Linked DNA regions of Mus musculus: regions 2, 3, 4, 5, 6 and 7 are each linked to region 1. Evidence: chromatin contacts called from public Micro-C and promoter capture Hi-C data. All regions are on one chromosome and are shown on one strand. Each heading gives the region's core, a stretch centred on a gene start, on an enhancer-like site or on the middle of the called end of the contact. The rest is flanking DNA. Distances are from core to core; before and after follow the strand shown.

What was found. Promoter capture Hi-C pulls out the DNA fragments that hold promoters and counts their contacts. A called contact is a pair of places that touch in the nucleus more often than the background predicts.
Region 2: a Micro-C map of the G1E-ER4 cell line shows a contact between it and region 1. The contact joins the promoter of Macroh2a1 here to the promoter of Hnrnpa0 in region 1. A contact is called at or near these places in 1 of 39 promoter capture datasets (liver), 1 of 484 Hi-C or Micro-C datasets (the G1E-ER4 cell line) and 2 of 115 datasets of contacts at active chromatin or transcription factors (embryonic stem cells and pancreatic cancer cells).
Region 3: a promoter capture Hi-C map of liver shows a contact between it and region 1, with 3 times the contacts expected there. The contact joins the promoter of Slc25a48 here to the promoter of Hnrnpa0 in region 1. A contact is called at or near these places in 1 of 39 promoter capture datasets (liver), 1 of 484 Hi-C or Micro-C datasets (liver) and 1 of 115 datasets of contacts at active chromatin or transcription factors (pancreatic cancer cells).
Region 4: a promoter capture Hi-C map of pre-B cells shows a contact between it and region 1. The contact joins the promoter of Tut7 here to the promoter of Hnrnpa0 in region 1. A contact is called at or near these places in 6 of 39 promoter capture datasets (the 3T3-L1 cell line, the C10 cell line, hematopoietic stem and progenitor cells and 2 more), 3 of 484 Hi-C or Micro-C datasets (CD8 T cells, the G1E-ER4 cell line and pre-B cells), 5 of 115 datasets of contacts at active chromatin or transcription factors (epiblast stem cells, large pre-B cells, microglia and 2 more) and 1 of 9 other capture datasets (liver).
Region 5: a promoter capture Hi-C map of pre-B cells shows a contact between it and region 1. The contact joins the promoter of Isca1 here to the promoter of Hnrnpa0 in region 1. A contact is called at or near these places in 10 of 39 promoter capture datasets (3T3-L1-derived adipocytes, the C10 cell line, cranial neural crest and 5 more), 1 of 484 Hi-C or Micro-C datasets (pre-B cells), 5 of 115 datasets of contacts at active chromatin or transcription factors (double positive thymocytes, embryonic stem cells, large pre-B cells and 2 more) and 1 of 9 other capture datasets (adipose tissue).
Region 6: a promoter capture Hi-C map of the 3T3-L1 cell line shows a contact between it and region 1, with 3 times the contacts expected there. The contact joins the promoter of Lect2 here to the promoter of Hnrnpa0 in region 1. A contact is called at or near these places in 3 of 39 promoter capture datasets (the 3T3-L1 cell line and liver) and 1 of 115 datasets of contacts at active chromatin or transcription factors (pancreatic cancer cells).
Region 7: a contact with region 1 is called in a promoter capture Hi-C map of pre-B cells. The contact joins the promoter of Golm1 here to the promoter of Hnrnpa0 in region 1. A contact is called at or near these places in 4 of 39 promoter capture datasets (the HPC-7 cell line, cranial neural crest, liver and 1 more) and 1 of 9 other capture datasets (liver).

What each region holds. Positions count from the first base shown.
Region 1 is chr13:58,127,006-58,130,327 of GRCm38.p6, reverse strand. It overlaps Hnrnpa0 (heterogeneous nuclear ribonucleoprotein A0), which reads left to right and starts at 1,772. Exons shown (of 1, transcript NM_029872.1): 1 at 1,772-3,322. The coding sequence starts at 2,015. The coding sequence ends at 2,932.
Region 2 is chr13:56,133,901-56,137,222 of GRCm38.p6, reverse strand. Macroh2a1 (macroH2A.1 histone) reads left to right here and starts at 1,673. Exons shown (of 9, transcript NM_001159513.1): 1 at 1,673-1,877.
Region 3 is chr13:56,436,695-56,440,016 of GRCm38.p6, reverse strand. It overlaps Slc25a48 (solute carrier family 25, member 48), which reads right to left and starts at 1,662. Exons shown (of 8, transcript NM_177809.4): 1 at 1,482-1,662. The coding sequence starts at 1,527.
Region 4 is chr13:59,821,502-59,824,823 of GRCm38.p6, reverse strand. Tut7 (terminal uridylyl transferase 7) reads left to right here and starts at 1,714. Exons shown (of 27, transcript NM_001373962.1): 1 at 1,714-2,191; 2 at 2,714-3,264. The coding sequence starts at 2,745.
Region 5 is chr13:59,768,276-59,771,597 of GRCm38.p6, reverse strand. Isca1 (iron-sulfur cluster assembly 1) reads left to right here and starts at 1,809. Exons shown (of 4, transcript NM_026921.4): 1 at 1,809-1,974. The coding sequence starts at 1,894. It overlaps Etohd2 (ethanol decreased 2), which reads right to left and starts at 1,632. Exons shown (of 2, transcript NR_015349.3): 1 at 1,252-1,632; 2 at 1-671.
Region 6 is chr13:56,546,925-56,550,246 of GRCm38.p6, reverse strand. It overlaps Lect2 (leukocyte cell-derived chemotaxin 2), which reads left to right and starts at 1,709. Exons shown (of 4, transcript NM_010702.2): 1 at 1,709-1,930. The coding sequence starts at 1,885.
Region 7 is chr13:59,674,208-59,677,529 of GRCm38.p6, reverse strand. Golm1 (golgi membrane protein 1) reads left to right here and starts at 1,746. Exons shown (of 10, transcript NM_001035122.2): 1 at 1,746-1,803.

The sequences.
Region 1 (3,322 bases), core at 523-3,022:
GCTGTTAACTACTGAGCCATCTCTTCAGTCATGTAGTTCATTTTAAAATGGAAAAACCAACCAACCAACCCACATTTCTCTTGTATGCACTGGCTGGTTATGTGTATCAACTTGACAGAAGGTAGAGTCATCAGAGAGAACAGGACTTCAGTTGAGGAAATGCCATGAGATTCAGCTGGAGGGCATTTTCTCAATTGGTGATCAGTGGGGCAGGGCCTAGCTCATTGTGGGTGGTGAGGGCCATCCTTTATGATCCTGTGTGCTATACTAAAGCAGTCGGAGAAGCAAGCCCTGTGAAGCTAGAAGCTAGCAAGCAGCACCCCTCCACAGCCTCTATCAGCTCTTGCCTCCAGGTTCCAGTCCTGTTTGAGTTCCTGTCCTGACTTCCTCCAGTGATGGACTATGATCTGGAAATGTAAACCAAATAAGGCCGTTCCTTCCCAGCTTGCCTTATTTCTACAACCCTAAGACACTGTAGAAATTGAGATCTTATCCGTGAACACTAAGCACAGTCCCTGACAGTTTTTTTTTAAAATCTAGTTATATGGATAAAGTTGGCAAAATGGCTGTTCATATTCACGAAGCTGGCAGCCCAGTAGAAGCTGCTGGCTGCAGGTCACAGGGGTGCACCAGATGAGGGAGATGAGAAGTAACGGGACAGAATGGGGATAGGACGTGTCGGGGGACACTGCTCCAACTCTAGTTAAGTCCCCTGGGTTTAATTCCCAAACCACAGTTGGGATGGCGGTGAGAAGGCAATAAAAATAGGAAATCTCATAGGGCATGCTTATAATCTAGTGCTTGGGAGTTCGAGGTCAGCCTGGCTCAAGGCTAGCAGTGTAAGGATGGGGCCGAATAAATCCTGCGTGGCTCGCAAGGAACATGTCCGCAGGAGCTCGCTGCTGAGTTCACAGGGCGGAGCATCGCCAGCGGCTACCGCAGGCCTGGCTCGGGCCTGGTCTGGGTTACCCGGTCTCAAGGGCTTTGGTGGTGTTCCCTCTCATGGGCTTGCTTCGGCGGGCAGAGTGGCACGGGGCAAGAGTCGCATTGGATTAATGGAGCCACCAGCCCACCGTAAACGGCCAATAACCGCCTTGGGGTCAGGCCGAGGCCCTCCATCTTTGTGCCGCCCCTAGGGGAGCCGACGCCGGGTGCGGGCCGGCCCCCAACAGTCAAGTTTTTAAAAAGTCCGCGCGGGGGCCACCCGGGCTGATCCGTTGGGAACGGCCAGAATTCCCGCGAGGACGAAGCGTGCGGGCGACAGAGGGTTCCGCACGGGAGGCGCCGGGCCAGTGCTCGAGAGGAGCGCGCCCGTCCCGCGGCAGCGGAAAACGGAAGTGGGTCTGAGGAGCAGCCGCTGATTGGCCGGCAGGTCACGTCCCTCAAGGGGCTGGCGCGAACGCCACTGCGGAGCTGGGCCTGGGCATCCGGCGAGGGGAGGGAGGGAGGGACGACTGCGGGAACAGCCGCGCGGTCGCCAGGAAACGCTCCACGGAGACGCGCGGAGGGCTCTGGCGGGCGGTCTCCCGGGCCCCGCGGCCCCGCGGCCCCGCGTCGAGTGCGAGCGCGGAGGCGGAAGGAGCGGCGGTCGCCGAGGAGCCCCAGGCCCGGACCGGGGTGGTGGGGAAACCGCGGAGGGCGGGGAGGCCGCGACCGAGAGCGGCGCTGCGGCGCGGTGGGCGGGACCAAGGCGAGCGGCCAGGCGATTGGCCGGCGTCCCGGCGTCGCTTGTGACGCACCGCGCGGGGAGGGTGCGCGCGCCTTCAGCGGCCTCTTTGTGTGGTGTCCCGATAGGGGAGCGGAGGTGGCGGCCGCGGCGGCCCCGGTCGGGTTCCAGCGTCCTCGGCTCGCCCTCGGGCCGGCAGCGCGCCCCTTCCCTCCCCCTCCCGCCCCTTCCCCGCCGGCGGTGGCGGCGGCGGCCGGGCCCGGGCTCGGACGAGGCCTCGGCGACCGCTAACGGGCGACGGCGACGCGGCGGAGCGCGCAGGGCGGGGGCAGGGCCCGGGCGGCCGACATGGAGAACTCGCAGCTCTGTAAGCTGTTCATCGGCGGCCTCAATGTGCAGACGAGTGAGTCGGGGCTGCGCGGCCACTTCGAGGCCTTCGGGACGCTGACGGACTGCGTGGTGGTGGTGAACCCCCAGACGAAGCGCTCCCGCTGCTTCGGCTTCGTGACCTACTCGAACGTGGAGGAGGCGGATGCCGCCATGGCCGCGTCGCCGCACGCGGTGGACGGCAACACGGTGGAGCTGAAGCGCGCCGTGTCGCGGGAGGATTCGGCGCGGCCCGGGGCGCACGCCAAGGTGAAGAAGCTGTTCGTGGGCGGCCTCAAGGGCGACGTGGCGGAGGGCGACCTGATCGAGCACTTCTCGCAGTTCGGCGCGGTGGAGAAGGCGGAGATCATTGCCGACAAGCAGTCGGGCAAGAAGCGCGGCTTCGGCTTCGTCTACTTCCAGAGCCACGACGCGGCCGACAAGGCCGCGGTGGTCAAGTTCCACCCGATCCAGGGCCACCGCGTGGAGGTGAAGAAGGCGGTGCCCAAGGAGGATATCCACGCGGGCGGCGGGGGTGCGCGGGCGGCCCGGGGCGGGCGCGGCGGAGGCCGGGGCCGCGGCGGCGGAGGCGGCGGCGGCGGCCGAGACCAGAACGGGCTGGCCAAGGGCGGCGGTGGCGGCGGCGGCGGCTACAACAGCTACGGCGGCTACGGGGGCTACGGCGCCTACGGGGGCGGTGGCGGCGGCGGCGGCTCATACGGCGGCAGCGACTACGGCAACGGCTTCGGCGGCTTCGGCAGCTACAGCCAGCACCAGTCCTCGTACGGGCCGATGAAGAGCGGCGGAGGCGGCGGCGGCGGCGGCAGCTGGGGCGGCCGCAGCAACAGTGGACCGTACAGAGGCGGCTACGGCGGCGGCTACGGCGGAGGCTCGTTCTAGAAGCCGGGTTCCGGATGCCGGCGGCGGGCGCGGCCATCGTCGCCCTCCGCGCCCGCCCCAGGTGCCCTCGGGGGAAGCCGCTCACCCTGGGGGGCACGACACCCCCCGCTTGCCTGCCCGTTACCCCCCCTGAAGGTGGACTCGGCCCCACACACACACATTTTTGTGTTACAGTCATTGATGGACTCTATTTTTTTATTATTACTTGGACCTTGGTCGTTTTTATACTAGCAAAAAAATGTCTTGTTTTAATTTGTGTTTTTTGGGGGGGCGGGTGGGCGGGCGGGAGTGAACTTGCTGATTCTGTAGCAACACCTGGGTGGGGGTTGGGCGGGAGGGTAGTTTACTTTGTTGTAAGGACTTGATACCTGGCTACAGCGTTTTCTATGA
Region 2 (3,322 bases), core at 424-2,923, 2.0 Mb after region 1:
CTGGAGTATATATTGTCCTGACTCCCTCCCTTAGCTTCCTGTTTGCCATGAGGTGAGTAGCCTCTGTCACTCTGCCATTTTGATGCTCTGCTCTCCAATATGGCCTAGTCATTAGAGCCATGGACTATGGGTTAAAACCTGAAACTTAGTCAAAAATAAAAACATTTCTCTTTTAAATTGTTCCTTTAATTTGCTACAGTGACAAGAAGTCCAGCCATTTCCCCTCCATTTTCTGGACTTCATTTTCATACTCCAGCCCATAATAGTTTTGGAGTTTCATGTTTGGAGTACTCCTCCTCAGTACCCGTTCCATGGCTTGCTTGCTCCCTCTACTCCCTCAGGCCTTTCCAGAAATGTTTCTTTCTTACTGAAACTCGCTCTTTTTAAAAGGTTAGATGGACTTACTTTATTCTGTGTGTTTGAGTGTTTTGCCTACTTGTGTGTATGTGCACCCCGTGGTGCCTGATATTCATGGATGTCAGAAGAGTGCACTGGAGCCCCCCCCCCCCCCCCAGTGGAGTTATCAGGACCACACAAATGAATCCTGGGAACAGAATCCTGGCCCTCTGCAAGAGCACGAAGTGCTGTTATACACGGAGCCATCCATCTCTTCAGCCTCAAGACTACCAAATACACCCCTGCTTACCTTTCCTAGGATTTTTTTTTCCTACCTTGTTTCCTCTGAGAATTTATACTCTGTAATGTGTGATTCCTTTGTCTCTTGCCTTTCTTTTCCCACCAGACTGTAAGCTCCAGGAAAGCGGGATGGGGGTAGGGTGGAGTGGGGTGGGGTGGGAGTTGCCAGTTCTGTTCACCATTTCACAACTACACTCAAGTTTATGCATGGTGTGCAGAATGTCCCAGATATTTACTTGAAATAATGAATGCATGGGCCAGGGGCTTTAGACAATGCTTTTTGTGTCTATAAAATGCGCTAGGGTTGGAGAGATGGCCCAGCTGTTAAAGGGTCACAAACCAAAAACCTGCTAATATTCTAGTGTAGCCTGGGCCTGAAGGAGAGTCTTTAGTTTTGTGGATAGATGTTGCTGCCCTTTCTCTGGCTGACACCCACCCCACCACCTTAATATGTAATAAAAGTATCAACTGTTTAAATCAGTAAGTCTCCACTTGGAGCCAGTAGTCAACAAACGTTTGCTTGGTGGAGGTAGCTAACCGATTCCACGAGCAAAGCAAGACCAGACTTTGAGGCCAGCTCTGTAGAATCCCACTGATCAAGGGAGTTGAGCTACGGTAGCTGATCTTGGGGCACACAGCTGCCTTGTATTTAAAAAGTCAGGAGGCTGGATTGAGGCGCGGAGTTGGTGCTGACCGGGCAGAAGAAGATCCCTGGTCACAGCAATTGTTCTACCCTCCCTCTTTGTGGACGAGGCTACTGGGGACAAGGGGACACCAGACACACAGTAGGTGCTCACAGCAGACGCTTGCAGAGCCGCGCTACCTACAGGCACCTTTCTGAGGCCGGACCCCTGCAGCTCCCGCGCGCAGACCGATGCCTGGGGGCGGGGGGGGGGGGCGGCGCAGAGCACCAAGGCCTGGGTACAACCGAGGCTGGCGTCGTTGGCGTCCGCGGCCCGAGGCAGGCCGGGGTCAAGGCCGGGGCGCCGAGTGGCGCGGGGAGGGGTGGCCGGACGCGCGAGGCCGGGAAGGGATGTGACGAGCGGCGCGCTGTGCATTGTGGGAATCCCGGGGCCGCCGCGAGTGGTTCCAGTTCACTGGTTCCAGCGGAGCCGGGCGGAGGGCGCGAGCGCGGGACGCGCGGGCGGGAAGCGAGGAGGCGTGGGCGGCCAGGCAGGAGTGCGGAGCGGACCGGCGCAAGCGGCCGACCGGCCTCGGGCCCCTCACCGTGCAGCCGCCCGGTAAGTGCCGCGCGGGCCTCGGAGCCGCAGGCTGCCGGTCCGCCCCGTCTGGGCCCCGCGCGCCCGACTGCTGCCGCGCGCGGGGCACTGCCTGGCGCCCGGGAAGCTCCGGCGGTTACCCTCGGACCTCGGGCCGCCCGGAGTCCGCCAAGGCCCTGCCCGGGGCAGCGTGCGGGTCCGGATGGTTTTGTTCGGAAAGCAAACCCGGAAACCAACTTCGCTCGGAGACGCACCCCTACCCCCGCCGGGGCGCTTTGTGGGCAAGGGGCTGATCGGGTCTCCCCCTCTGCCCGGGAGGGAGAGCCAGGGATGGCGTGGGCCCGAGGGCACCGAGGCCCGGAGGCCGTGACCAGCCGTTCCGCCCGGGCCCGGAGCTGCTGTGCTCAGAGTTTACTTGCTCGTGCGCCGCCGGCCCGCGCGTGCCCTCCCGGGCACAATAAAGTGGGGCGCGAGCCACAGGCCGTTGTGAGGCCGGCTGGTGGGGCACCCGCCGCGAGGCCTGAGCAGGCGAGGCCTGGGGACCACTCGCGGACGGAATCCCAGGCCGGGGCGGGCTGGAGAGGAGCTATGGAAGCCCCGCGGCTCTCGCTCGCCTTTTGTTTGCTTTGTGCTGGGGAGGTGTTATTTTTAAGGTGACTCTGGAAGACTGGAGGCTCCCCGCGCGCAGAGGGACAGCTGAGAGTCTCTGGGGGTGGGGTGAGTAGAGATGGGAGGCGCGGGATGCTGCTGACGGTGTCACCTGACAACAGGTGTGCAAGATGCTGAGCCCAGCGCCCACTCCTGCAGAGACCACCGATATCTCACTGCTGGGCAGAAGATTGCTTGAAAGAGTCTTTGAAGAAATGCAGGGGAAAGTGTTTTCTAGGTTTGACGGTGTAACTTTTGAACAAGCAGTTGAGGCAGATCTCGTCTCCAACAATTACAATCATTATGAAGTCTTTGTAAGATTTTAACGATCTAATAAAACAGCTTAGAAGAATAGACAATTAGAGGGGTTCTCCTCTTCGGTTTCCCTCTTGCTGACACCTCTGTGGTTTGAGGTTTTACTGTTAAAAGAGAGGAAGTGTTTTGTTTGTAGACACTGCAGCATGGAGTCCCAGTTTTGAAAGTCTGTGCTGGAGTGGAAGACAAAAGTCCAAACCCAACTAAATTTCCTGTAGGTTCACCTTAAGGTGTGCAGTCAAAGTTGCGGTTAGTTCTGAAATGGACACCCTCATACTCGCTACTGGAGTTACTACAGCTTGTCCACAATTGACCAATTGAGCAACAGCAACTGGGCTTACACACAACCTCTGACTCGATCAACCTTTTCAACTTGTGGGGATTTTTTCCCCTTAAGGATGAGGAGTCTCCCGAGATTTTAAACTTTCCCTCTTTCTCATTTTGCTACGAGCTAGGTCATAGTTTTCACCAGGAAGGGAGAGCTCACACTGTATCACACTGAG
Region 3 (3,322 bases), core at 413-2,912, 1.7 Mb after region 1:
GTTCACCCTTACCACCTACCTGAAATCAGGGGTGCAAAGTAAAAGGGAGGGTACTAAGGCAGTAGTTTCCGAAGCTTGGAAAGTCTGCTGAGCTTCAAACAAATGTGGAGGATATTGTAGTGAAATTTTGTTGCACAGTGTCATTAAGAAAGACAACTGCTATAGGCAAGTTTGGGGGTTCAAGGACTTTCAAGGACTTTCAAGGCCCTAGGCAAACCCTTGGTGCCCTGTTGCCTGGATTAGAGTCCTAGTGCCTGCAGATGCTCACCTTAGGAAAGTCACCAATTTCTTCTATATTTCCATTTCCTATCTGCTGAATAAGGCTGTAAAGGCACCTACTTCGTTGGGGTTGCTATGTAATGAGAGAAATACGCATAAGCGGAGCAAAGGGCACGGGATGCAGGATTCAATACACAATAGCCAAGAAAAGCAAATGTAGAGGACAGTGGCTGTTCTGAGAGGCAGGGGCACAACTGTGACTCACGGGGAAGATGAGGCATAAAAATACTCTGCAGCTTAGAGGGGTGTTTTACCTCTTGATGGAGTTACTAAAAATCATCAAATCATACACTTGAGCTGGAGGCATTTTTTAATGGAGAATACAAACCTTGGAAGACACAGCACAGGTACTTCAGCCTACCTGGAACCTGCTAAGCATCCTGTCCATGGGTTGCAGGTGACTGGCTATGAGACCGGCTTTGCAGGGAGCCTGAGGCAGAGACTCAGGCTCTCAGCCTCTGACTTGACAGAGAGAGACCTCAGGACACAGCAAGCTCCAGCTGGACTTTATTCAGAAACTTTACTTTTGTTAACTACTCCGGCTTGGTGGTGAACCTAGCAACAGCTGAGGGGTTGGGGTGGGGTACCAAAAAGTTCAGAAGAGCTAAAGATGGGGGTGCTGAAGGCGGCCAAACCAGAGGGATTCCTCTCAGCTGTAGTGTCGCGAGCCACTACACCACAGCGCTCGACTTCCTACCCTGCGGGCTCCGCTCCCTTCAGGATCAATGCCCTTAAGACAACCTGATCTTGAAGTCCAAGTTCTTGGCCGCCCTGAGACCCGGATTTCAGCTGCCAAACCAAGCGCTAACCCAAGCGCTAGTAACTTGGAGATGTCACCAACTCAGGTATGCCCCCGGTCACTGAAGGGTGTGCGCATATTTGGGTGACTCCATTGGTTGTCTGCCCTGACCAGCGGTTTAATCATTATGGGACCCGAGTTACGTTGGAGCCTAAGTTGAGGCAAATCAGAAGCTCGAGAAAATCGATGTGACTCTTAAAGAGCTTGGCTTCACAAATTAGGAGGGAACTCAGGACCAGCCAAGCGGACTGGGCTAGGGACACCCGGTGCTACAGGCGTAGCTCACTCCTGGATGGGCAATGCAAAGCACTGAGCACACTGGGTGCGAACAGCTGGCTTGGCGCCGCCGGGCAGTTTGCCCTGTGGTGCGGGGGTGGGGGTGGTCTTTCGCAAGCAAACTCACCTCCGATCCAGCCTGCCACAAAGTCTTCCAGCTGGAAGCTGCCCATGACCGACACGGCGTGCGCCTCGCCCTCCCGCAGCCGGCGCTACACGCGCTCAGTGTGTGTCGGGCATGGCCCCACCGGATCAGGAACACAGCAGAGGCGCGACTCCGTCACCCTGCAAGTTCTTCTCTAAACTCCGAGTTCCAGCCACCCGCGCTCGGGCTGTCAGCGAATGAGGGCGGGTGGCTGACAACCCGCCCCCAAAAGACCTTAAAGGCACAGCACTTCGACAAGGTGTGATCCAGGAGGCGGGGCCCCAGTCTCTTAGGGGAATTCCTTTGGTTCTTCTTGACACTACTCTCTCCCCAACAGTACAGCTTCTGAGTCTTCAGGTGGAAGCGCCAGCCAGAGGAACCGGTCCCTGTTTAACAGTTTGCAAAGTTCATCAAAAGACGGAAAGAGGGACGGACGCTTTACAACCACCAAATGTTGCCTGCAATAGAACTCACCTGGAAGACTCACCTGTGTTAAAGCAAACAGTCCTGCACTTACTAACGGAAGGTTTGGTGTTGCAGTAAATCTCCTCCCAAATATGCCCGGGCAATGAAAACATGACTCAGTTAATATGAATACATGCTGTGCGCCTAGATTGGGCAGATCTACCACTCCACTACCATCTTCCACAGTTTATGAGACCCCTTAGAACTTGAGGTTTCTCCAGGCCATGTGCTTCTGCTCTTCACCTTCCATTTTCTCCTCCTTCTCTCTCCTCATCTTCCACTCCACCTTCCCTTTTATCTGCCCAATCAGCAGCTCGCCTTTATTTTACAAATTAAGGTGGGAAGCAGGTTTACAGGAAACCACCTGAGTGCTGGCTGACTCATTCCTTGTTCCCATCCACTCACAGGAGACCAGAATTAATATCAAATATAATTATCCCCAGGGCTATCCACAACAGTTTGGGGAGATGGGTTAGTGGAAAGTTCACCTGCTGTGCACGCATGAGGACCTGAGTTTGGGGTCCCAGAGCCCATACAAATGCCTGACATGGTTGGGTGCCTGGAACTTCAGAGTTGAGTGGGGGGGGGGGGGTCCTCATAGACAGGAGGAGCACTTGACAGCTTAGTGGGAAACAGCATAGGAGACTTAAGGTTCTCCACACATACACACACACACACACACACTGTCTCTCTCATATGCACATACATGCGTGCACACACATATACACTCACATGCACACACATACATAGATATACCTGTACACAACTCACACAGGTGTGCATGCACACATATAAATATATACACACAAGCACATACATGTGTGCACACACATATATATGCATGCAAACACATACATGCACATACATACACATGTGTGCATGCATACATGTACATACATATACATAAGCACACATACACATTCACAGCACACATACATACACATGCATGCACATACACACATTGAGCCACTGCTGCTCCATCCCCCTCCTGAGATGACACTTGGTGGGGGTTAGTGTCGCTCTGTGCTGACCTGGCAAGGTAATTCCTGTCAACTGTGGCCCTTCCTCTAGCCACGCCCTCTCAGAGCCCTGTGCTCAGAGAACCTGGTGGTGCAAAGTCTCTTTCAGGCATAGCTGGGGGTTTCAGTGGCAGGAGATCCCCCACCAGATTTTGGCTCAACCCACACTGCTGCAGCCAAAAGATGGTCCTCTCTGCCTTAGATTCCCTCTGTAAGCAGACCACACTCCCAGCAAAGCCCCCAGCTGCAGTCCAGGGACATCCAGGCTGGCCACATGAGGCACCTTTAGGTTCCATTAGGAATGTCCTGCCTTCCCCTGTGTCTGTGGGTGACCCTGTG
Region 4 (3,322 bases), core at 465-2,964, 1.7 Mb before region 1:
TAAGAGGCTATCACAAATGTTTTAAGAGTATGTTTCAAGTCACACAGAGCTGCTAAGAACACATGCTTCCCGCTGGTGAAGGTTTGGATTTCAATCAGGTCTCCTTAAGGGCCAAGCTTTGCCATTGGTTTTTCCCCTAGAGTACTTTCTAATGTACCTTCGTCCTTTCTGAAGGGTGTGTGTGTGTCCTTGTGTGTGTGTGTGTCTGTGTGTGGGCATGCAGGTGCTGGTGGAGTCCACTCGTGTCAGATCCCCTAGGAGACCAGTTATAGACAGCTGTGAGCAACCACCTTGGGTGATGGGAAGTGAAATTTGCTCCTCTGTAAAAGTAGCAAATCTTCTCACCCATTCCCTCAGCCCCCTCATTCTCTTAATACGTCTACATTGCTTGGTGGTCAGAGTCTGATACATGGAACTTTTACTGTCAGTGACAGGAACTCTCAAGTTATATTCAGAACAGCTACTAGCTGTGGGACCCTAGAGAAAGATGGCTTTCTGGGAAGGCTTGTCTGGCCTCAGTGGGAGAGGATGTGCCTTATGATACCAGGGTTGGGCAATGAAGTGGGGGGGGGACACCCTCTCAGAGGTGAAAGGAGGGGTCCTGGGGAAAGGAAGGGGGAGGGGGGAACCAGGATGCAGCATTTGGAATGTAAATACTTTTTTTTTTTTCCGAGACAGGGTTTCTCTGTGTAGCCCTGGCTGTCTTGGAACTCACTCTGTAGACCAGGCTAGCCTTGAACTCAGAAATCCCCAAACCCACACAGCAAGAGGAAACTGACAAAACAAGTTGGTTGTAGAATATCAACCATTTAGCTATGTCTCTTTTGCTTTTTAAATTTCAATTGTATTCCTTTCTTCCTGAACTAGTAGGATTGAGTTAGTATTTATTTACAGTTTTAAAGACAGTTTCTTGGAATAGCAAAGGCTGTATGCATTCTTCACTTTAAGACTGTTGGCTAAAGAACCCAATGGATTTAAATTTATACTTTGTAGAGGTAGAAATGAAAACTGCCTTATTTTTTCCAGCACTTCTATTCATTAGTTGCTTGAGGCTTTCAAGGCATGTAGGACACTTTAGATAACAATGAATGTTCAATTAGAAAAAAAAAAAGCAACTCTGTGTTGTTTGCTAAGTTTTTGTTTTTTGTTTTTTTGAGACAGGGTTTCTCTGTGTAGACGTAGCTGTCCTGGAACTCACTCTGTAGACCAGGCTGGCCTCGAACTCAGAAATCTGCCTCCCTCCAAGTGGGATTAAAGGCATGTGCCACCACTCTCCGGCTGTTTGCTAGTTCTTAAAGAAAAAAAAAAGTTGAATCTCTTTCTACCCCCAGGTCGAGCTTAATCCAGAGGTTTAGGCCGCTGAACTTCCTTCAAGGTCGTTCACAAGGCCCTCACTGAAACTTGGAGCCACTCGGAATTATAAAAAGACCCAGCTTCCCGAGCAGCCACAGAGGGGCGTCGGGGGAACCCGAAAGCACTGGGCGACGGATCTCGCAGGTAGCTAGGGAGCAACCCCGGACCTCTGCGCCCGCACCCGCGGCGCGCCCCCGGCGCTGGGAGGAACCTGGGCGGCGCGCGCTTCCGGTGCGCGCTTCCGGCCAGCCGCGGAGCGCGGGGCGGGGACACCGCAGTCTTCCAATCGCGCACAATGAGACGGCGCTGAGCGCCGGAAGTGGGGCTGAAGGAAAACACGGTGAGGAGCCGGGCCCGGACAGGAAGCGGCGGGGGACCGCAGCGGCGCTGGTGAGTGCTCCGGGGCGCCGTCTCGTCGCGTCCCTCCGGGACTCGCCTCCGGGCTGGGCCCGTGGGTTCCCCCCGCCCCCAGAAGCGTATCTGCCCGGCCCCGAGGTACGTTGGCGCCGTCCTTCTCCGGCCGCCTCGGCCCGGCTGTGCGCCCGGAGCCCTCGGGTTCGAGTCCGCGTCTTCACTTTGTGTCGGGGCTCCGGCCCTGGTCCGGGGAACCCCGGAACCCTGTCAATGGCCGGGCGCTTCCTGCTTCCTATTCCCCACGGCGGCTTCGTGGCCAGTAGCGCGGAACCGCCTCCTCCTTCGCCTGGGGACTCCGCTGGTGGAAACTGAGGCACACAGGGGTGGGGCAGCCGAATGGGGAAGGAAAAGGAGTGTCATCCTGCGGAGGATTGTGGTTGGTGACGAAACTGGACTTGTCTGGGGCTGGGGACTGAGAAGTCGGGTAAGTCAGCTGGCGTTGTCCCTTGGTCGGAAGCCTGGACCCTTAGAGCGGTACCTTAGTGGGAAGTGCTGTCCCTTCGCCCAGCGGTCGCGCCGGGTTGAAAAGCGAAGCTTAGAGTGGGGGCTGATCGAAACTGAAATCTGCTCACATAGTTTCGGCTACTTTGATACCTAAAAGTAATTGCCAACTTTAAAAAAAAGAAATAGATTTGGGAGTTTTGTAACAGTGTTGACTTAGGATGTTTACTTTGAAGAGAGGTGCTTTCGTTACATAGAAGTTACTTCTTTAGTTTCTGAGACTATAGAAGTGTCTTCAGATTTAGTCTTTGTATTAAATAAGGACCAGTTTTTATGAACACTGTAACTTCTGGAATGCATTAATTATTAGGAATGTGGTAACAATTTAATTTTTAAATGGGGGAAGATAAAGGCTTCAGGGCACCCGTGTGTTACTTTGAGTATTTGGTATGATATTATTTTACAATTTTGTTTTGTTCCCCCCTCCCCCAATGCCTTCTTTCAGGTACAAAGTAAGAAAGTTGAAGTCAAAGACCATGGGAGATACAGCAAAACCTTACTTTGTGAAGCGCACTAAAGACCGTGGAATTATTGATGATGATGATTTCAGAAGGGGCCATCCCCAACAAGATTATTTAATAATGGATGATTATGCTAAAGGCCATAGCAGTAAAATGGAAAAGGGCCTTCCAAAAAAGAAGATATCACCCGGGAACTATGGGAACACCCCCAGGAAAGGACTGTATGGGGTTTCCAGCAATCCATATGCATTTAAAAACCCAATTTACAGTCAGCCTGCTTGGATGAATGATAACCACAAAGATCAAAATAAAAAATGGCTATCTGATGAACTCGCTGGTAATGCAGACAGCTGGAGAGAGTTCAAGCCCGGACCTAGGATTCCTGTCATAAGCCGCTCAAGGAAGGAATCCTTTCAGGAAAGTGACGATGCCTACAGGTGGCAGGAGGGGAGAGGCTGCAGAGCTGTGAGAAGGCTGTTTCAGAAAGACCTCAGCAGCCTAGAAGCCATGTCAGAAATGGAAGCAGGAAGTCCTGGTATGCCTCAAGTCTCTAGACTGTGTGTCTGTGCTATTTTCTTCATCCAAATAAGTGT
Region 5 (3,322 bases), core at 560-3,059, 1.6 Mb before region 1:
CATGGTAAAAAAATAAAAATGGTGACCATCAAACTCATGGGTTGTGCAACCGGGGCCTCCCTGCTACGTGACGGCTCAGCTGCTGGCCTGCTTCCTTTCCTCCTGCTCAGCTGCTGGCCTGCTTCCTTTCCTCCTGCCTCTGGCTGTGAAGTGACAGCGCTGCTTTCTGGCTGGAACAGTGCCACGCCTACTGAAAAAGCGCTTAGTGTTGTTTATCCCTCTGCCCCTAGAACGGAGAAGAAATACGCAGCCAGGCCAATCTTTATACCTGGTAGTTATTTTCTACTTGGATGTTTTGTCGGTTGTTGAGGGAGAGGAGTGTACTTACCCCTAAAATTAAACAGAATTGTCATGTTTTCTTCTAGCCTTAAAAAGGTTTCCTACATTTTGATTCTTAAAAAAAATTCTGCCCAGCAGCCTGGTGTTTTTGATGGCTTATACTGATACCATTAGACAAGTGAGGCACGCTTCTCAGCGGATAAGATAGCAGGCTCGCAGCCATGGCCAAGTCAAAGCTTCCTCTGCAAGCGATCGCAGGGCCAGGGCCGATGCCCTGTTCTGTTCTAAAACAGCGGAAACTCAGAATCCAGTTTTTACAGCAGGAGTTCTGAACACCCGATCTTCACCTTCTAACAGTCTCTTGCTCACTGTGAACTGCTTTGGCAAGCTTCCTGGTAAAAGATGTAAAAGATGTGTTTTCAGTGTACAGAGAAACCCTGTCTCGAAAAACCAAAAAAAAAAAAAAAAATCAGTCTGTTTTTCTTTTGCTTCAAAGGTGGCTTCTATCTTAAGGAGAGGATATCTTCCCAAGTGGAACAAAATCCTTGCAAGAGAGAGATCAATGACCGAGTGGGGTTCACAGTTTTCAGACACTAAAAATAGAGTTGAAAACATGGTGTGCCCACTCTTTGTAAAGCTATGAAGAAAGGGTCAGAACATTTTCTTAGCTCCTGGGCAGGTCTAGGCAGAATGTACAATGTCTGTCTTACTCTGTCAGTGTTCCAGCATGGCAAAGTCCCCATTTCGGACGGGGAAACTGCCCCTTCTAGTCAGACCAGTGAGATCGCACTGGAAAAGAAAACACTTGTTCTTTCCGTCTAGACCTGAGGCCGAATCCATTTCCCTCCCTCGGCCTTCCTGGAACCATAAGGGGGCGATCAGGGGTAGCAAACCCCTCAGTACTCCCCACGCCCACCCAGTTCCCGCACGGGGCCAGCTGCTGCTCCGAGATAAAGGAGCTCCCGTTCTTACGTCATCACGGGCCGCGAAGGAAGCCGAGGCGTGGTGACAGGCGCACAGCTAATCAAATGGGACCGGCTAGCAGGAAAGGCTAGCCAAATGTGCACGGGGCCCGGGATCGGGACTCAAGAACCGATGCTAACGTAGCGCCCAGGGCGCTCGCTCTCAGAGGCTCGGATAGAGCCACCATGCCCGTGCTTCCATGCGAGGCTGGTAGCTACGTACGTGCTCAGTTTTCTTGACACAAACTGCTACACAAGAGTGACATTTCAATAACTGGAAACCTGTCGTATGGTGTCTACCCGCTTGCTTTACTATCGAAGCAGCTCCAGAGTCACAGAGCCGTGTCCCCACTTCCGGGGGGTCTGTCGTTAGTGTACGCCATACGGAAGGAGCCATCCCACTTCCGCTAGCGCAGTGACCGCGAAGCCCGCAAGGTCACAGGTCACCTCCCTTGCCTCGTCAGTGATGACGGCCAATCGGCCCGGCCCGTCACTCACCCGGACTGTCCAATGGTGGAGCGGGACGGGCGACGGGAGGCGGGGCCTGTGGCGCCTGCGCAGGAGCTTGTGGCGTCAAAGTGCCCGCCGTGTCCATGGAGAGAAGTTGAGTCCCCACGCTCCAGCCGGAGGCTGCGGGTGCCGCGACGTGGACATGTCGGCGTCGTTGGTCCGCGCCACCGTGCGGGCTGTGAGCAAGAGAAAACTGCAGCCCACGCGGGCGGCCCTCACACTGGTGAGTCACCTCGGCGTCCGCAGGGAGGTGGTGGCGGCGGCGGCCCGGGGTGCAGAGCGAGCCTGGACGCGGACTAGGGTCTCCCGGCGGGCCGCGCGCGGAGCTCGATGGGGCGGACGGGCTGTGTGCGCTGCCACCGGGCGGCCGGGGCGGAGGACGGCAGTTTGCCGCCGAGGTCACGGCGTTCCCGGAGAAAGGTCACACAGGGAACGCCGCGGCTCCGCATAACCTCCCAGGAGGCGTCAGCCCCAGAGGATCGGGACAGCGTGAGACCGGGATTCATTCGGTCCAGACGCCACCGCGGAATCCGCTCCACCCAGAGTCCTAAGAGGGGCTCTTGCCAATAGTTAGTTGAAGCAAAATAGAAGGGAGTCGTGAACAAGTGAGATAATCTGTTTATAGGATAGGTCATTGTTTGGCCCTTCAGTTTGCCCCAGTAATCACACTGCATTCTGTGTTGCTTTTCCCTCCGGGACCAGCTAGTTTTCGTCACCGCAGGTATGTCATGGATTCTAGGATTGTGCAAACTATGCTCATCTTACTGAGAATAGAGTAGAATCCTCCTACAAGTAATAAATTCCAGAAAAGTCGAGCACAGGATAGGTGGTGGTTGTTATTGTCGTTGTTTGCTTGCTTAGTTTTGTTTTGTTTTTTTTTTTAATCACCATTTGGCCTATTGCATGTTACTTGGGAAATTTCGACCCGCCCCTTCTCACACCCCCCCTCTGCCCCCGTTTCTACCTCATAAGCATACATTATCATGATCCGCTGTTTTTCATGAGAAGAAATAATTGAGTTGCCTGGCTCGCACCCTCCGTAGGCCATTCCTTCCAGGAGTAACATCTCATTTGCACAGTCCTGGCCTGTGTCGTGCTTTGTAATCTTCTGTTTCGTTATGTATAGTAGATCTCAATTCACACCCTCTGCCGCGCTGCCTAGCTCAGCTGTAGAGTCTGTGGTGTTAGGCTTGGTCCTAGAATCACCTTTCCCTGATTTTCATAGGCACAGCTGTTGGCAGGCGTCGTGGTTCGTACTTGTTTTTCAAGTGTCTGGTAAACATTTTGAACCCCAGCACATAGCAAATGCAAAAGCAACGAGGTGACCAACGGCCTAAAGTGTGAGAGAGAGATAACTAGCAAACAAGAGTAATATGAGTTAGGTATTGCTTGGCCGGTACATCAGCCTGACAGCAGGGAGTCTGACATTCTGCAACATCTACTAGAAGTCAGCCATGGCCAGGAAAGGTGTGACATAAAACATAAACACTAGCTATCTGTTAGCTGATGCCAGTCGTGGACAGAATGGATGGGCTGGCACATTGGGCTGTGTGTATTTTTAGTCAGGGTTT
Region 6 (3,322 bases), core at 460-2,959, 1.6 Mb after region 1:
GTCAACTGACTATTGTCTTTGACTTTCATCAGGATATTTTTTTCTTTATATCAGCAAATGGATCCTTTAGTCTCTGGGGTTTTAGACATTGAAAGACCTAATCTATTCCAAAACTGAAAAAAAGAAATCCTATGTGAACTTCATGGTCTACAATTCCCCTTCCTTCCTCTCTTGCATGGTAATGCTGGTCCACTTTCATGTGCGGATCAAGCTTCTATTTCCTCCCAGATGTCTCCCTGCTGCCGAATCCTTTCCTTTTCCAGGAGAGTCTGAAGTGGTGCACCTACTGTGTGCTGTATACTGTATGCATCTGAGCCTGCTTCTGGATTCTGTTTCTCCGCAGTGATCTATTCTTGTTCTTGTTCAGAATCAATTCTGCGAGACCTGCACTGGGGTGGCCCTGTGCACATCATACTCTGGGAAAAGCTGTGTGAAGTCACCTGCGGCCTCACCTGCACGGTTCTGTTACTGTTATAGCCCCCTTGGCTTCAAGTGGCATCCAGTGTTGCTCACTGTAATGGGATGTTCTGGGGTGTCTTCAGCCATGAGTCTCTGCTGCATGTGGCTCCACATTGTGTCCTTGGGGCAGCCTGTCACCCTGGCACTGGCAGAACACCGGAAGCAGAGTGCAGTGACAAAGACCAGGCCAGGCTGCAGGGACATACCGTTAGCTCTGACTCACTTGGTCAAAGCCACGGAGCTGAGCCAAAAACAAGGGCTGGGGAAGTGTCCAGGAAGACACAGGCTAGGGTGTGGCTGCAGATGTGGAAGTGTTACAACACAAGTTTCCTACAGCTACTGACTAGGTATGCAAGGGAAGGGGCTTCATGGAAAAGCCTAGTCCTCATCCGATGTTAAGGGTAAGGAGGAGCTGGTAGTTTATATATGAAAATTCTGATTCAGAAAATGTTAATTATAAATAAAAAGTACAGAGGGAATTAGAGAATGTTGCATCCATGTCTCCAACAATTGACAAATTGTTTTGTGGAGTTGCCAGTGACTTTTTTTTTCAGAAACAGAGTATTTTAGAGCTTAGGTCGCCGTGACTCTCCACACAGTTCACCCCTCTCCAGCCTGTGCCGCGTGTGTTTGTATCATTATTACACAGGCAACATTCATGAAGGGCAACACTTTTTGTTTGGAAGATTTAAAGAAACAATATAGTATATGATACATAATTTTAGAAGTGCTTTTTCATTCAATAGTCTATTTAGGATCTAACTTTATTAATATGTATATAGTCTTTATTTAAGCTCTTATACTCCATTGAATGGCCTATTTCATAGTTCGACTATAATTTCATCTACCGGTAGATTCCTTGGGTGTTAATATCCACCATTATAAGCATTTAAAAGCACATGCTCAAAGGAAACAAGCATAATTTATGGAACTGGCAGTGTTATCTATAAATCTTACATAGATGAAATCTAATTGGATGATTGAAAACCCACCCCACCTAAGATGTATGCTGCTCTTGGTGAGAGTTCTCCAGTGTTACTAGTCAGCTCTTTCCTGAAACACGCAGGATCCACAGGAAGAAAGGCCTCCAGCAGACGGTAACAACTATACCACCATTCACCCTCCAGCCCCAACCAAAAGGCATCAATCTGCATCCAGCTTTATCATTCCTGTTAATATTTAGTCAGTATTTCTGATAGCGTTGGCTGCTTCTCCAGATCAAAGGCTTTGGCCGGCCGAGGTCTCAGTGGGATCAGACAGCTCTCCACGGAATGTTACAGTTTAACCCGACTCATCTTGCTTTCTGTGTCTCTTACTAGATCTCGGAGAGACATAAATTACCAGAGAAGATTCACTCATTCCGGGGGTGACCCTGTGTGCATGGAGCAGGTCTAACTAGAGGAAGAAACAAGAAGCAGAACCTAGATGATTCCCACAACAATCCTCATTTCAGCTGCTTTGCTTTCCTCTGGTAAGTCCAACAAGGACGACATTAGAATCCTGGCTAACTTAGGAATTATGTACCCAATTTACCCCTGACTTCAGGCATAGACTTAAAAGTCAATCATAGCAGAATGCAACATGAAATTCTGTATTAACAAGTAAAGGTGGAGTAGGTGGGGATGGTGTAGCGGATGGAGCAGGTGGATTTTTCTGACATCTCTTCCTGATGCTCTGATTCTTCACTCAGGCAATGTAAACTCAGAGCAGGGAGACTTCCAGACAAGCCTTGAGTCCTGGCCTGGAACTTAATCACTAACACCTCCCCCAGCCCCACCTCTCCTCACCAAAACCCCTAGAAGATGAAGAAAGTCTCAAGTGAGACTTAGATGTGGGAAGTTCCTGATGCAGAGGCTGGCTTGGGATGAAGGCAAAGTCCCCTTGGTGCTCCCAGCAGGCAAGACAAAGCTCCCCACGAGATTCCTCAGATGCCAGGACAATGCTGGTTCCGCACGGCTATAACCTGATCATAGCATTCATTTGAAGCTTAGCTCCACATTAGAAGGCTCTAAGACTCACATTCGAAGTTATAGTAATGAATACACTTAATAGCCATATCCTGTAGCTTATCTTCACAGCATATATATTAGTGAAGAGTAAAATGGCTTTAAAGAAAACCAATCATTAAATCAGCAGGCTCTTGCTTTTGCTTCAAAGTGAGAGGCTAAAACTGTCAACTGTACCCCTGTGACTATTAATTCTGGGACTCAGGGATTCAATACGACTAACATTACTTAAGAGAGTAAAGGGTAAGCTGCACTTAAAAGTTTGCACAGCATATAGTGAGAGAGACAGCGCCTCTGACCGTGTTTACTCTTCGGAACCTTCACACAGTCATCTCAGCTCCTGTCCCAGCATCCTCTGGGTCTCACTTCAGGCTAACTGTGGTTCGTCACTTTTGATCCTGTCTCAAATATCCACTTCTATGTTTGCGAAAATAAGATTTAGTTCACGCTGCGTGAAGTGGGCACGTTCAGAGTATGGCTCATTTGTGAGTTGAACATTTGCTTGGATGCCACTCTTAGACCTGATTGTAAACCATTTTGAGGTTCCTGCACAGCTTCCTACGGTTTGTCTGTTTTTTAAGCTGAGCTCCTTTCTTTCGCTTAGCCATAGCGGTCCACAGATCTGGTAGCAAACAAAGGAACATTGAAAAGCACACTATATACCTTGTATTCATGAACAATTTCAAGCAGTGATATAATGGAGGCTCCTACTTATAAATAAGGATTTTATATCCCACAGAATTACATAGCCAGGGGACTATGTTTTATATCTGAATCAGCTATCCATAGGAAAAACTAACCAAAGGAGGTGGGATTAGACCCCAGTGTCCTGGAGAGACATACAGAAGAAACACAGG
Region 7 (3,322 bases), core at 497-2,996, 1.5 Mb before region 1:
CTCTGGACTTAAGCTGCCTCAAGGCAGCTTTGAAAATGAAGCACCAGACTCCTTCTTGTAACTTCTAGCCAGTGGGAAAGTTGCTGGAGGCACCCAGGACAATTTGTGCACTATTGGACGAGGTCTTGCCTGAAATACTGATGGCATGGCACACAGAGTCCCCAGCCTACCCCGAGGTGACAATCCTCCTTCGGCAGCCTTCATTGTGCCTTCTAGCAGTACAAAAACCACTTGGGGGACTTCCATTCGATTTCTCCATGTCCCGTAACCATACTGTGCAGTGCTCTATAACAGGGTCTTAAAGTTTGGTTCTGGCATGCAGTCAACAGCACTGATATTTATCCATATGGTTTCGTGGCCAAGAACCCCTCAGGAGAACACTCTGGGAAGCTGATTCTGGATTAATAACCTCAAGGTTTCAGGCACTTCCTCCACCGGTGCAGGTCTGGGTGTTTTCTAATTATAAACCACTGGGTAGGAGTGTCCTTAACAACTTCCCTCTGCTCTGAGAGTCCTGTCTAGAAAAGCTTGTCTTAGTCACCGATCTTTTTTTTTTTTTTTTTTTTTTTTTCTCGAGGCAGGGTTTCTCTGTATAGCCCTGGCTGTCTTGGAACTCACTCTGTAGACCAGACTGGCCTCGAACTCAGAAATCTGCCTGTCTCTGCCTCCCAAGTGCTGGGATTAAAGGCGTGTGCCACCATGCCCCACTGTCACCGATCTTTTGTTGTGAGGAGATACCATGACCAAGGCAACTTATAGAAGAAAGGATGTAATTGGGGGCTCATTAGTTTCAGAGAGTCAGTTCATGACCATCATGGTGGGGACCGTGTCAGTAGGCAGGCATTTGTTGGAGCTGTAGATCTTACATCTTATCCACAACCACAAGCCAGAAGGCTGGGGAGACTAGACCTGGCTTGGCTTGGGTTTGTGAAACCTCAAAGCCCGCTCCCAGTGACACACACACACACACACACACACACACACACACACACACACCTACCCCAACAAGGCCACGCCTCCTAGTCCTTCTTAAGCAGTTCATTAACCAGGAAGCAGACGTTCAAATGTATCAGGTAATGGGGTGGGGGTGGGGCATTCTAAGCCAAACAACCACAAGTTGTCTCTTGGGAAAACAAAATAGAGAACATTTTCCATCTCAGCGTTGGGATTACATGCATGATTCCAGTCACTGCTCAAGTGTTTATTGTTTATTCAAGAAATGCTCAGGGTAGAACAGGTTTCCTTACCTAGAGAGGAAAATTGGGACGCCTTGAAAGAGAGATTCTTCTACAACCCTAGCCATGCATTAAGAAAGGGAGACTTAGAAGGGCCTGAGCAAGTGGGGGCCGGAGTGAGAAAGAAAAAAAGGGGGGGGGGGCGGGGAGGCTTAAAACGTGTGATTGACACCAGTGTTCAGGGTCAGAATTTAGGACCGTGCATGGCAATAACCAATGATTGGTAAATATCGTCAGAGTTAAGAATTCGGAGGCAGAGGTCGGAAAGGCTCCGTGAGTTCGAGACCAGCCTGTTCCATACAGCGAGCTCCAGACCTGCCTGGGTTTTATAGAGAGAGCTGTCCGGAAAGACAAAATCCTGCTTCTCCGCAAGTAACCTCAGGGGTCACCATTGGCAGTGTGGCGGACAGGGAAGACTGCGGGGCGGAGAGCTGGAGGAGGAGGGCGGCGCCGAGGGGCCGGGGCCAGGGCTGCGGCTCCGCCGGAAGTGCCCGCCCGCCCGCTCGCCTGAGACGTCCTCGGCAGAGACCGCGCGGACGAGCGGACGGAGCGCCTCGCTGCCCCGCAGGTGAGCTCTCCCGTGGGATGCAGCGCGGCCACCGCCCGCGCCTCTGCTCCCGCTCCTCGCTTCTCTTCTCGGCCGCCGCCTCCTCCCCTCGCCTCCCCCGCTTCTCCGTCCCTCCCTTCCTCGTCATCTCTCTTTCCCTCTCCTCCGACTGTCTTCCCTCTCGTCCTCTCCTCCCTTTCTTTTCTCCTCCTCCTGCCCTCGTCCCGCCCCGGCAGACCCTGCAAAGTGGCCCCTGAGTCCCCCGGGTGCAGGGTCGGTCGCCAGCCACCGGCAGCTGCAGCCGGCTTTCTAGGATGCTTCTTGCCTGGGTGGAACACCCTAACAACTTTTGCTCTGTTCTGGGAGCAGTCGCTGGGATTTTGATACTCTTTTCTGCACTGTATTTAAAACCGTTAGAGGTTACTTTAAGAATGTAAAACAAGATCGGGAAACAGTCCCAGTTTTGAGGAGTTCTTCCTAGCAATTTACGAATAGTGAGGTCGGGAAAGTCTGTGTGTGGGCTAGCCGTTTTCCGCTATCATCTCAACGTGTGCTAATAACTTTTTTTCTGTTTTGACTTTCAAGACTTGAGGCTTTCTTTGTCTGGTTAGGGGGTCTCAGGGCCTTACATTTTTTTTTTCACATACCTAGGAACATTCGTTCTTCAGGAGCGGGAGTGGAGTGACGTGCACACCAGTTTGCTGAGCCGCTTAGCGCAGTGCAATGGCTGAGCGTGTATGAATGGCCATCTCTTGGGTCGCTTGGACAGTTAGTTGTATTTCCGAAGGTGAGGGCTGGAGGCCTGGGAAGCCACAAGCCTTGTCACTGGGCGTCCCAGCTATCGTTAGTCATCTTAGAGAAGCATTCAACCAAGTCCCAGCTACTGGCAAGAGTCCTTTTCCTTTGCAAAGAGAAAACCGTAGTCAGTGTGAAGACTCGTCAGGCACACGCTCCTGAAAGTGTTACTGGACAGTAAATGGAATTCTTAGGAAATGTTAAGAAAATATGTTGGGGTTTTAGGCACCAGTTCTGTCTCTTAAGGAACAATTATTACATTCTGCACATTTTTTTTGCACATTTGTACAATTTTACACATTGAAATGAATGAGTTTTGTACAATATAAAATGAAAGAAATGTTGTTTGCATGGGATCCTGGGGTGGGAGTGGGGGCAGGTGGAGGGTTGGGGTATGATACACTGTGACTTTTTTTTTTTTGGCTGTTAAACCTTGAAATCCATCTGCTTTTTAATTACTGGTGACAAGCCTAGTTACTGGTGGGGGTTGGGAAGGATTCGCATTTGTTTGCTTTCAGGGTTAGGGCACAAAGAGCAGTGAGCTCTTTGTGTTTCCCCGCCACTTCCAGCAGGGAGGGCCTGCCAGTGTCCTGTGAAAGAACCCGAAGTAGTAGAGATGGAACCTAGGAATTGGCCTCTGTGAGTCAGTTGGAGGACAGAGGGAGGGAGCTTGCAGGAAGCCTGGGCCTGCAGAGCAGCCCTGGAAGTCCTGGGATGGTGAGGGGAAGGGAGCAGGGCTTTGGTC